Regions from separate parts of the Sus scrofa genome. Here region 2 is linked to region 1. Evidence: chromatin contacts called from public HiChIP or PLAC-seq data. All regions are on one chromosome and are shown on one strand. Each heading gives the region's core, a stretch centred on a gene start, on an enhancer-like site or on the middle of the called end of the contact. The rest is flanking DNA. Distances are from core to core; before and after follow the strand shown.

Region 1 (6,009 bases), core at 2,046-4,545:
TCTTCTTTCAGTTCAATAGAATAGTAGCTTTTATAAAGGAATGTTAAGAATGATATTCTCAGAAACTGGAATAGTAATGATCTCCTCCAAAATCAGACATGTGCCAAACCAAACGAAATATATTTGCATTAACTCCGAAACTGTTTTTATAGAGCCCAATTCAGACTTCAAGCTCTGCCCTTCAGGTTCACTGCCTAGCCATTTCAGGATTTACGTCCATTAGTTTTACAAAAACAGTAAATTAGAAAAATGTTTGTTTGCACAGCTTCCTGTACTTCTCTATCAGGGTTTCACACTGCATTGTAAATATCTATCACCCCCACGAAATTACTTGAACATAGAAAATGATTGTTTAATCTCCTGCGTTTAGCATCACAACCAGCACATATCAGGCATTCAGTAATTATTTACCAAATGAATAGAAAAATAATAGGTCATGTATTACAGTCTCAATTTTAAGCCCAGCACTGGAGACTCTGGCACCACTTCACTGTAAACCAGTGCCCTTTCGCTGCCACCACTTCACACTCAGCCACTCCTGGGTACTCTGTTCTTCCCCAGGTTGCTTAAGGTGTACTACGCAATAGCATCACACCCTAAATTTCCCAAACACCAAATAAATACATCAGTCAATACACACACACCAATTTTCAAAAAAAACAAATTCACAAAATAGTCCCTGCCCCAGTTATAAGTTCCTTCTCTTTTTCAAGTAACACCCACCCCACCCCCCCTGCAAAACACAAAACAAAACAAAACAAAAAAACCCTTAAACATGTAGGTGAAGATCTGGAATAAGAACTCAAAGGCTTGTGTTTTGAGCCAGTCTCCCAAAGCTTGTCAAAGAAGTGAAATACATCTTAACTTTGGTACATAATGTATTCCTATTACAGTGTACCCCAAGTCAGTATGAAGAAAAGTAGAACAAATTACACATTAAAAAGGTTATCTGGGGACTTTCATTGTGGCACAGTGAATTAAGGATATGGCGTTGTCACTGCAGCAACTGAGGTGGCTGCTGTGACACGCGTTCAACCCTGGCCCAGGAACCTCCACCTGCAAGGGCACAGCCCCCCAAATTAAAATGAATAAATAAAACTAAAAGAGTGTCTAGCTCCCTCGAAGCAAAAAAATTACAAAATTCTCAATTCACCTAGGTTTTACAAATAACTTTCAACACAGTTCTATCATTTTATTCATATATTTGTTCCATTATTTTCCTTCATCACTAATCACATGGCTTAAGGCAACCAAGTGTCTCCTTATAAGACTTACTCATCATTTTGGGCCACTTAATACAAGCAGGACAAAGATATTTTTAACATGGAAAACTAAGTTTTCATCGCTACTCAGTGTTTACATTTTCAATTTTATTTGCCACTTCTCTTTTTGGAACCCTGGGGGGAAAAAAAAAATCTCAAAAAATTGTACCCACACTGCTAAGGAAAGAAAAGTTTAGTGTTGCTAAAACTAAACAGCTGACTGGTAGGAAGCACTACAATGCTGCTGCTTGATACGTCTGCTCCTTGGCAGATAAAGTTTTAATTTAGTCTATAAAAGGCCCTTTGGAAGGGTCAATGACACCACAAAGTACCTGCCACCTAAGAGTCAAACATGGGAGAGATGAGACTCCTGATAACTGACAGCACCCTATAAAAATCGGCAAGGCACGACACAGGAAGGTATTGCTCTGATGGTGATTATTCACATTTCCCAAAAGGTGAGCACCTTACCACCTAGAAGTAGAACATTTTGGTAAAAATAAATAGTACTCACCTGAAATCACTTGGAGGAAATAAACAGGCCTCACCAGAAATCACTAAGATTTGACTTAACATGTTTATGAGTATCATGGAGGCTAGAAAAATTTCAGATATCCAAGTTTATAAATGTTATATATACTGCATTTGAGCTCTTGAGTTATTAAAAATAACCCCAGGGAGTTCTCCTGTGGTGCAGCGACTTAAGGATCTGGCGTTGTCACTGCAGCAGCTTGGGTCATGCTGTTGGCTCAGGTTCCATCCCTGGCCCGAATTTCTGCATGCCATAAACACAACAACAAAAAGTTAACTACAGTTTCATGAAATGGACAGTTATCTTAAATTTGGAATTAAGTGGAAAGCAACATGTCACATGAGTTTTGCTATACAGAGAAAGAAGTCCACTGCGTAAACATAATCCTAACTGTACCTAAATGAAAACTCAGACCTCACAAAGCTATACTCCAGAATTCATTCTAGATTAGTTCCTCTAAAAAAGTAACTGAAATAGAAAAAGTCAAAAGGAGACTACTGGAAGAAAAAAAAAAATCTACATTATCCCACTCTTATTTAAAAAAAAAGAAACTTGGAGTTCCTGTTGTGGCTTAGTGGTATCAAAACCGACTAGTAACCACGAGGATGTGGGTTCTATCCCCGGCCTCTCTCTTCAGTGAGTTAAGGATCCAGCATTGCTGTGAGCTGTGGTGTAGGTCACAGACATGGCTCAGATCCTGCATTGCTGTGGCTGTGGTGCAGGCTGGCAGCTGCAGGTCCGATTCAACCCCTAGCCTGGGAACTTCCATATGACACAAGAGTAGCCCTAAAAAGCAAAAGCAAAACAAAACAAAAAACCCTAACTGCCTTAAAATAAGCACAATGAAACCAAAGACAAAACAGGAGGGGGAAAAAAAAAACTAACATCAAAAAGGGAGGAAGAAATTATGACATTCAGATCCAACTAACATTTTTGGAGCTCTGAGTGGCCTGCGTCAGCAGAGTTTTGTGTACGGATTAAGCGTCCTACACAGATTAAGAAATTCGGGATGCAAATAAAAGGAGATGAAGGCTAAGAGCCCAATATTGATTCAAAAGTGGTTGACAAGATGAACATGGATGTACTTGCAAGATACTAAAACAGAAAAGCCTGGAACTTGAAATGTTTAGGTTGGTATTCAATACAGTAACAAAAGGACTAGTTCATTCTGTGAGTAGCAAACTAGACTGTGGCCTATTGAAGTTTTCAGCTTCTTATGAGCTACCTCAGCCTAGGATATAGCAGTTGCTCAACAGAGAGTTACTCAGAGAAAGAAGAAAAAGGCACAAATAGAAAACACTCATTTTTTTCTAGAGTCAGACACACTGAAAACAAAACAAACTTTGTGGTATATTAGTAGCTGGCAAAGGTACAAAGAATAGTATTTGCTGGTCAAGCCCTGACCTTTCTGAATAGATTTATAGATTCACGGAGAGGTGTTCTGACCCACTGCACCAAATCACAGCCCAGCGTACTGCAAAACCAAGCACAAGAAGAAACAAAAACACAGATCAGCTTTAAGAGCTAAGTGACAGGGCCAGGTGCTCCTGGAGCAGAGAGCTAGACCTAGTGATGGCAGAGGGGAAAGAGGCAAAAGCAGGATGTGAAGTGAGAACCGGCCAGCGAAGGGGAGGACAACGCAGGCACAAAGTTTTACATGTCTGCTAGAAGAGTCCCACTTTAGAATTGGTTTACTCCCAATTCGAAATACAGAGAACTAATCTCTAGACATCCAGGTATCTCTGAAGTGAATGGCTGAACTAAATAAGTTTTCTTTCAGCATTTAAATGTGGGCTTCGTATTTAAAAATCAAACGCTAATTTCTACCTTCCTCTCTCCTAACCTTCCAATTTTCTGCCTGGTTCTATAATTATCTCCTGTCACTCAAGCTCAAAACCTGGGATTAACCTTTGATTTTTCCAACCCTTCTCTCCCACTGTGCACCAAGTCCTGGTAATCTCTTCCCTCAGGAGATCCCATGCAGGGGTCTCTTTACAACTCTACCACCTCTAACCCCAAACAGGTCCCTAATTTCATCGCTCAAAGTTAAAAGGGACTTTTAACCTTAACTTGTCTTGTCTCTAACCAAACCTCAATCCCAACTCCAATCAACCTAAATGCTAATTGGTCTCAGATCATGACCCTGCCCCTTCCCTGTTCAAAATCCACCTGCTTCTGTCATTCAGTATCTTGCCAGTCTACCACTTTCTCTGATATCCATGACTCTTTAAAACCTGATTGCAATTTAATTTTCATGTTTTTATCCCATTTCTCCCCGCTGTGGTCCTTCCCTGCTCCCAGGTTAGAAAAGTCTAACCTGGTCTCAAATCCTACCCTATCATCAGTACCATTCAATCAGCGTTTGGCCAACCCTATACATATGGCCATGAACTGTAAAAACACATCGGGCTCATCTCCCTAATGAGACAGAAAGTTCTCCGTGCATAAGGACCATCACTTGTCCCCTGTAACTCCCACAAAATTTAGTCTAGTTCCACATGTAATTGACCATTAATAACTAGTGACTGAGTGCTCTACAGTTCCACTCAAACAGCTGGCCTTCAAGCAGTTCTAAGGGCTCCTTCTCCCATTTCTCTGAATTGCTAGTATTTATACCAATCAGAAGCACTGCTACATATTTTTTAATTGTGTATTGTGCCCTGGCCATGGTTTTTTCCCTTCTCAAATGTAAAAGTCTGGCCTCATTATCCAAATAAACTTCCTTGAAGACTCTGTCTCTTATACCTTTTGAATATTCCTTACTGTGTTAAGCAGACCATTGGGCAGTTAACATACACCAGTAATAAAAATATCTAAAGAGTAAAGGTGTCTCAAAATTACAAGACTGCTTAATACTGCTTAAAGGTACAGACCTTAAAAATAACAAGTAAGCCCTGTCTTACTGATTTCAAAGCCAGTTCATATTATCTATTTAACTCCTGTAACTCTGTAAGTTACTGGTTTACTGAAGAGGAAGAGAGGCAAGCAAGACTATATAACCAATGAAGTGGCAGAACAAGGACTCAATCCAGATCTGAGCTCAAGGACAATATTCTGTGCTCTTCTCCACAAGGGCAGACTCATCATCTTATCTCTTCAACTAGCCTCTGAGTTCCCAAGCATTGGGGCCATGTATACAATGTTTCTTTCTAAAGAAGCATCTCCTTATCTCCTCCCAAATGTCTTCATATACAAAGACTAAGATATTAAATCTGTATGGATTCCACAGATACAGCAAACTCATCAAAGATAACACACTGTGTCCCAGGCCTCCAAGTGGAGAAAGACCTGGCCTCATGGAGACCTCAAACCATGTTCCCTAAAAACCACTCTGAGCTTAGCATACAACCACTACACCCAAATAGGGTGAAAGCCTCAAGTTCTGCTAGAGATTCTAGTCTCTGATCTTGGAGGCTTTAGACCAGCACATAATCTAAGACAAAGGCCAGAAGTTTCTGCCGCTTTTTTACAAACTGTTAGAGCTTTCAAAGAAATGCCCAGTTAAGAGCATCACCTCCTGGTATGCATCAATGTCTGGGAGTTACATGGAGTACCACCAGGGCTTCCAGGACACAGCTCAAAGCCAAGGCCCCCCCTCACCATTCTCCCCTCAACTGCACTTCGGGGTCATTTTCAAAGATTTTACAGATGAGGAAGCAGGGCCCCAAACAAAAACAAGTCACTTTTAATATCCCAAGTGAGTAGTAGTTTGCTTAAAGCACCACTTTCACAATCCTAACTACTAAGAGACTAAGACATGAAAACAAAAATTTCTCTATTAATTCTAGTACTATAGTATCACAAGTGTTGTTGGCAAGTTTCTCCCTTACTAATGTTCTAATCCAGAGTTAGAAACTACGTAAGAGATAAAATAACCTTAGGAAAATGATTTTACTATATCAAGCATTACAGCAATTTCATATAGGTTCCCAAAGGTAAAATGAATCAAGCTGCAGTCTCTATAGATTAAATCATACCAACAACTCAGTATTTGAATTATATGAACATTACAGCTAGGAGCTAAGGCAAAAGCTGAGAAATGAAGGCTGGGCTTGTCAAGAACACTGTTATTGATGTAACCTGCAGCTGCTCAACTACAACAGACATCTATCACGTCTTTCTGGGTACAAGTCGTCTTTTCTAGAACTCTCTCTCTGAGCAACAGTGGATCACATGGCCATACATCTGACTTTCAGTAGCCCAGCCTAAGGTGGC
Region 2 (6,009 bases), core at 2,530-5,029, 380 kb after region 1:
ACCTTCCCTCCATATGCCATGTTCTTTCTGTGCTTTGACCTGAGTAATTGTTAATCCTCTCCTGAATGCCACCTCCCACTCTGCCAAGCTATATATCACCCATCTTTTTAAAATTTTTAAATTAAAATGTCTTCTTGGAATATAGTTGGTTTACAAAGTTGTGTTAATTTCAGGCATATAACAAAGTAAAGCAGTTATACAATGATCCATTCCTTTTCAGATTCTTTCCCCATATAGGTTACCACACAGAGCTGAGTAAATTTCCCTGTGCTATATAGTAGATCCCCTTACCCATCTGTTCTCTATATAGTAGTGTGTGTATAGATCAATCCTAGTCCCTCAATTAATCCCCTCCTCACAAGTTTCTCCTTTGGGAAACATAAGTTTGGATAAAAATCTTTGAGTCTGTTTCTGTTTTGTAAGTTCTTTTGTATCATTTCTATTAGATTCCACATATTAGTGATCTCGTACAATATCTGTCTTTCTGTGTCTGACTGACTTCACTTAGTATGATAATCTCTAGTTACATCCATGTTGCTGCAAATGGCATGATTTTATTCCTTTTTTATGGCTGAGTAGTATTCTATTGTGTGTATGTACCACATCTTCTTTATCCAGTCCTCTGTTGATGGACATTTTTGTTGCTTCCATGTCTTGGCTGTTGTAAATAGTGCTTCAGTGAACATTGGGGTGCATGTATCTTTTTGAATTATGGTTTTCTCTGGATATATGCCCAGGAGTGGGACTGCTGTCTTATATGGTAGTTCTCTATATTTAGTTTTTAAAGGAACCTCCATACTGTTCTCCATAGTAGTTATGCCAACTTACATTCCCACCAACATTGTAGGAGGGTTCCCTTTTCTCCATTCCCTCTCCAGCATTTATTTTTTTGTAGACTTTTTGATGATGGCCATTCTGACTAGAGTGAAGTGGTACCTCATTATAGTTTTGATTTGCATTTCTCTAGTAATTAGTGATGTTGAGCATCTTTTCATGTGCTTTTTGGCCATCTGTCAGTCCTCTTAGCAGAAATGTCTGTTTAGATCTTCTGGCCGTTTTTTAATTGGGTTGCTTGTTTTTGTGATATAAAGCTATGCAGATGTTTGTATATTTTGGAGATTAATCCCTTGTCGGTTGCTTTGTTTGCAATGATTTTTTTCCCATTCTGTGAGTTGTCTTTTTGTTCTGTTAACAGTTTCCTTTGCTGTGCAAAAGCTTTTAAGTTTAATTAGGCCCCATTTCTTTTATTTTTGCTTTTATTTTCATTACTCTAGGAGGCAGATCAAAAAACATACTACTGTAGTTTATGTGAGTCTTTTGTCTCTGTTTTCCTCTAGAAAGTTAATATCTCATCTAACATTTAGATCTTTAATCCATTTGAGTTTATTTTTGATATCACCCATCTTTAATGCCTACTTTTTCTTCCTGGGTCATTCATTCTAAAGTAGATCCTCTGTCCTGCAACCTCAAAGCACATTCTGCTTAATAGCACCAATCATTGGGGAGTCTCCTTCCCAGCTGTCCTGAGACATCTCATGGTTTTCTTCTTAACTCATTTTTTCTTTTTTTTCTTTTTTTTTTTTTTTTTTTTTGCTATTTCTTTGGGCCGCTGCCGCGGCATATGGAGGTTCCCAGGCTAGGGGTCCAATCGGAGCTGTAGCCACTGGCCTACGCCAGAGCCACAGCAACGCAGGATCCAAGCCGCGTCTGCAACCTACACCACAGCTCACGGCAACGCCGGATGGTTAACCCACTGAGCAAGGGCAGGGACCGAACCCGCAACCTCATGTTCCTAGTCGGATTCGTTAACCACTGCGCCACGACGGGAACTCCCTCATTTTTTCTTTTTTTACTTTGCCAGTGTTGATGGCTTGTTTCTTTAGTGCTTTTCTCTGTCCCTTGAAGGTAGACAGACTGTCTGCTTTTCTCCTCTATACACTCTATACATTGTTATTACTCAACATATATAGAGAGGAGTTTGGAGGCAATGATAGGTGATAATTTTCTTTGTGAAAATTAAAAAGAAAGATGGGAGTTCCCTGGTGGCCTCGCAGGTTAAGGACTTGGCGTTGTCACTGCTGTGGCTCTGGTCATTGCTGTCGCATGGGTTTGATCCCTGGTCTGGGAACTTCTGCATGCTGCAGATGCAGCCAAAACAAAACAAAACGAAACAATGCAAAAAAAGAAAAAAGAAAGAAAGTTGACTCAAAGGGAACTCTTATTGACTTTCAGGGTAGAAAGCATACTATGGCTCCGAGAAGGTGATGATGTCTATCTATACCTTGGGAGCACAAACTCCATATTTTTCTCAGCAAGTGCAGCCTCATTTGTCCAGAAGGCAACAATCAGGCATTGAACATCTTCTGTGGTTCTGATTCTGTGATGGGCATGAGAAGGTGGTGCTGCATAAGACAGAAATGTCCTTTATGTGAGTGTTCAGTTTTGTGGGCAGTCCTGACCCAGAGGAAATGAATACTTGTTGACTTACTACCCAATGGCTTTTCATTCAGGTGGCAAGGTACAGACAGGCCTGGCAGTCAGGGTGGGGTCCCAGCAGCCAAGTTTGTGCTAGATGACCTGCCCTCTCTACTTGGCTGTGGCCAATTAGATCCGAGGTGACTCAGACCAAACCAATTATGTTTTCCCTCTCTGGGCAACATAGACGTGAGATTCAGAGGTAGCCAGTTGCTGTGGGCTGAAGTGTGTGTGTGTGTGTGTGTGTGTGTGTGTGTGTGTGTGTGTGTGTGTGTGTGTGTGTGTCCCGGGGTCATATGTTGAAGCCCTCTCCCCTAATGTGAAGGTGTGTGGATGGGAGGCCTTTGGGGGGTAATTAGGTTTAGGTGAGGTCTTGAGGGTGGCACCTTCATCCTGGGATTAGTGCCTGTGTAAGAAGAGACTCCAGAGAGTTCTCTGTCTGTCTCTGCCATGTAAGGACACAGAGAGGAAGTTGGTCATCTGTTAAGTCCTCACCAGCCATACCAGTATCCCGATCTTAGACTGCCAGCCTCCAGAAGTATGGGAGAATAGATCTGAGGTTTAAGCCACTCAGTCTGTAGGATTTTGTTATGGTAGCCTGAGCGAAGACATTAGTTATTCAAGAAGCAGGAGTTGTAATGTGTTAGGAGACGAGGTTGCAGCCTGTGTTCTGCCAGCAGAGCATGTTGAAGGTGGGCCAGCAGAGAAGGAAGAATGTCCAAGATGTTCAGAGAACACAGAGGTGCCAGAAATGCTGTGTGGTTTTCCAGGACCCTTCAGTCCCTGGTTCTGGACACTTACAAAGCCCATCTGCCCTGAGGTTCTTGCTCCACCCCAGCATCCTCCCCATTAACTCTCTGTGTTGCTTACACCGGCTTTGTCAATTTCTGTTACTTTGCAACCAAAAGAATCTCTACCAAGGAATTCCTGTCATGGCGCAGTGATTAACGAATCTGACTAGGAACCATGAGGTTTCGGGTTCAATCTCTGGCATCGCTCGGTGGGTTAAGGATCTGGCGTTGCCATGAGCTTTAGTGTAGGTCGCAGACGCAGCTCAGAACCTGAGTTGCTGTGGTTCTGGCGTAGGCCAGCAGCTACAGCTCCGATTCGGCCCCTAGCCTGGGAACCTCCATATGCCCCGGGAGCGGCCCTAGAAAAGGCAAAAAGACAAAAAAAAAGACAAAAAAAAAAAAAAAGAATCTCTACCAAGACCCTCCCATTTGGCAGATAAGGAACACAGGAGCCAAGAGGCTGACTAATCCGGGCTCCGTTAGCGAGTGACAGAATTCAGGCTGCAGTTCAGGTCCTCAGACCAGCTGTCTGCTCTCCTGCCCTTCCAGGCTAGCAGGACGAATTTGTTAAACTCAGGAGGTTCTGGAAACCACAAGGAGAAATGCCGTTATTCCTCTCCCGCCACCCGTTTCAACCCAATGTGTGTCCTGTCATACTTGAAAGTGTCTTTCCAACATCACGTGTTTCCCCCTTTTTTTCTGTAATCCTGTCAAATGGAGTAAGCAGGGCTGTCACCACGTGCATTTTTTTTGCCTCTGAATCTTGCATCTAAGATTCTTAGCAGCGTGCCCTGGTTAACAACAAAGTAATGGCCAGTCCTTCCTGCCTTCACTGCATTTGTCTGCCTTTTGTTCTTGTAATCGGATACAGGTTTCTGTCAAGAACAGGTGATTTCCTTCGAGCTATATGATAGGGAACACCTGACACCCGTGCCTGTTTGGTTTCTATATTTAAGATATATTTTTAAAATGAGGTCATCATTAATTGGAACCTATATAAAAATAGAAAGGAAAAGTTGTTCCTGTTTCCACCGTCCCACCCCAACGGCCGATAACTCTGTAGAGAATCTTTCTAATGGTTTTCTACTTATGCATTGGGTTTGTAAAAATACATAGACTTGTAGTTATGCATGTTAACAGTTTCCTAGTCTACCTTTGCCTTAAACATGGTGCTGAAAGAGTTTGGTGCTGTTTCAGACTTTTTATAAATATTCTTAACAGCTGTGTCCATTCAGGTAAATTGAGCCCAATTAGCTTAAGTGCAGAATAATTCCTTTGGGGCATGAATGGCAAGAAATATATGAAATGTGAGAGCCGTGCCTCCCTTTGTTAGACCTTTCATTTGTTTGCGATTGTGTGTGTGTGTGTATGTGTGTGTGACTGTAGGTTATGGTACAGTTCTTCGTTGCTTTTCAGATAATTTCCTTATGCTGGATTCCATGAAGTGGAATTGTGGATAAACAGGTGTGACGCTTGGAGAGGCTTTTGTACCTGTCATAGAATCCCTTTCACACAGGAAGTGCCGATTCCCCCTGCTAAGCAGCAGTGTGAGAGGCCCTATCAGAGATTCACTGCACTGTTCTCCACCCTTGGCTCTGAATAAGTAATACCAATACGAACAAATAGCTGCTTCTATTAGTGCTCTTTGAGGTCTGTTAGGAGAATTCCCAGCCACCAGTTTGTAGATCACATGACCCTTAGCAAGAGGGAGGGTCATGCATTTTGTCCTTTCATTTGATAAAGTTACAGTAACTGTTTGTCTCACTGGAAAGATGTTGCCATTGTGATATTGTAGATAGTTTTACATAAAAATCCTTCAGCCTTTTTTTTTTTTTGGTGGATGGATAAAGACTAGGTAACAATTTAAGCCAACTGGGAATATTTTATTATGATCATATTTATTCAAGCAAAGGTGGGAAAATGAGGGACTAGATTTTCTTTTTTTTTTAAATTAAAGTATAGTTGATTTACAAAAAAAATTTTTATTATAGTTGATTTCTTTTTCTTTTTTTTATATTTTCTTTACTCAACTGTTTTTGTATACTCTGTCTTGGGAAGAGAGGCCTTTGTGTTTTTTTAGATGAGGGTGGGTGGGAAACGTCTCACAGAAGAGGTAGGTCTTGATTTAGAGGGAACAGGAACGTGGTGAGGACTGTGTTAGAACTCATGTGGTGTGTTGGGTTTGGCTGGATCAGCAGGCAGGGCCTGAATGCAGGATCCTGGAAAGCCAAGCTCAGGATTTTGGAAACTGATTACTACTCATTATGGAGCCGTAGAGAGGTTATGAGTGGGGAGGGAATGCAAAATGGTACAGCCACTTTATTTTTTTAATTTTTAATTTTTTTTTTTTTTTTTTTTTTTTTTTTTTTTTTTTGCTTTTTAGGGCCACATTTGCAGGCTCCCAGGCTAGGGGTCTAACTGGAGCTACAGCTGCTGGCCTACACCACAGCCACAGCAACGCAGGATCTGAGCCATGTCTGTGACCTAAACCACAGCTCATAGCAACACCAGATCCTTAACCCACTGAGTGAGACCAAGGATCGAATGCACAACCTCATGGCTCCTAGTCGGATTCGTTTCCGCTGCACCACAACAGGAACTCCAGTACAGTCACTTTAGAAAGGAGTTTGGCAGTTTCTTATTAAGTTAAACATATATTTATCATCTGTCACAGCAATTCCACTCCCAAGTATTTACCCTAGAGATATGAAAACATATATCCACCAAAGACTTGACTCAAATG

What was found. HiChIP or PLAC-seq counts read pairs in DNA pulled down with a chosen protein or histone mark.
Region 2: an H3K27ac HiChIP or PLAC-seq map of skeletal muscle shows a contact between it and region 1, with 2.9 times the contacts expected there. The contact joins two enhancer-like sites. A contact is called at or near these places in 1 of 5 promoter capture datasets (fetal liver) and 1 of 2 datasets of contacts at active chromatin or transcription factors (skeletal muscle).

The regions. Positions count from the first base shown.
Region 1 is chr3:58,084,361-58,090,369 of Sscrofa11.1, forward strand. The region is part of intron 1 of RMND5A (protein RMD5 homolog A); the gene reads right to left. Among named protein-coding and RNA genes, the nearest start is that of RMND5A, 9.5 kb to the right of the region's middle. Within about 2 kb of position 3,296, at least 5 of the 83 cell types and tissues checked have an H3K27ac peak or open chromatin away from gene starts, as enhancers often do. A contact at or near this core is called in skeletal muscle, where this site is marked.
Region 2 is chr3:58,461,947-58,467,955 of Sscrofa11.1, forward strand. All of the region lies in intron 1 of REEP1 (receptor expression-enhancing protein 1), which reads left to right. Among named protein-coding and RNA genes, the nearest start is that of REEP1, 29 kb to the left of the region's middle. Within about 2 kb of position 3,780, at least 4 of the 83 cell types and tissues checked have an H3K27ac peak or open chromatin away from gene starts, as enhancers often do. A contact at or near this core is called in skeletal muscle, where this site is marked.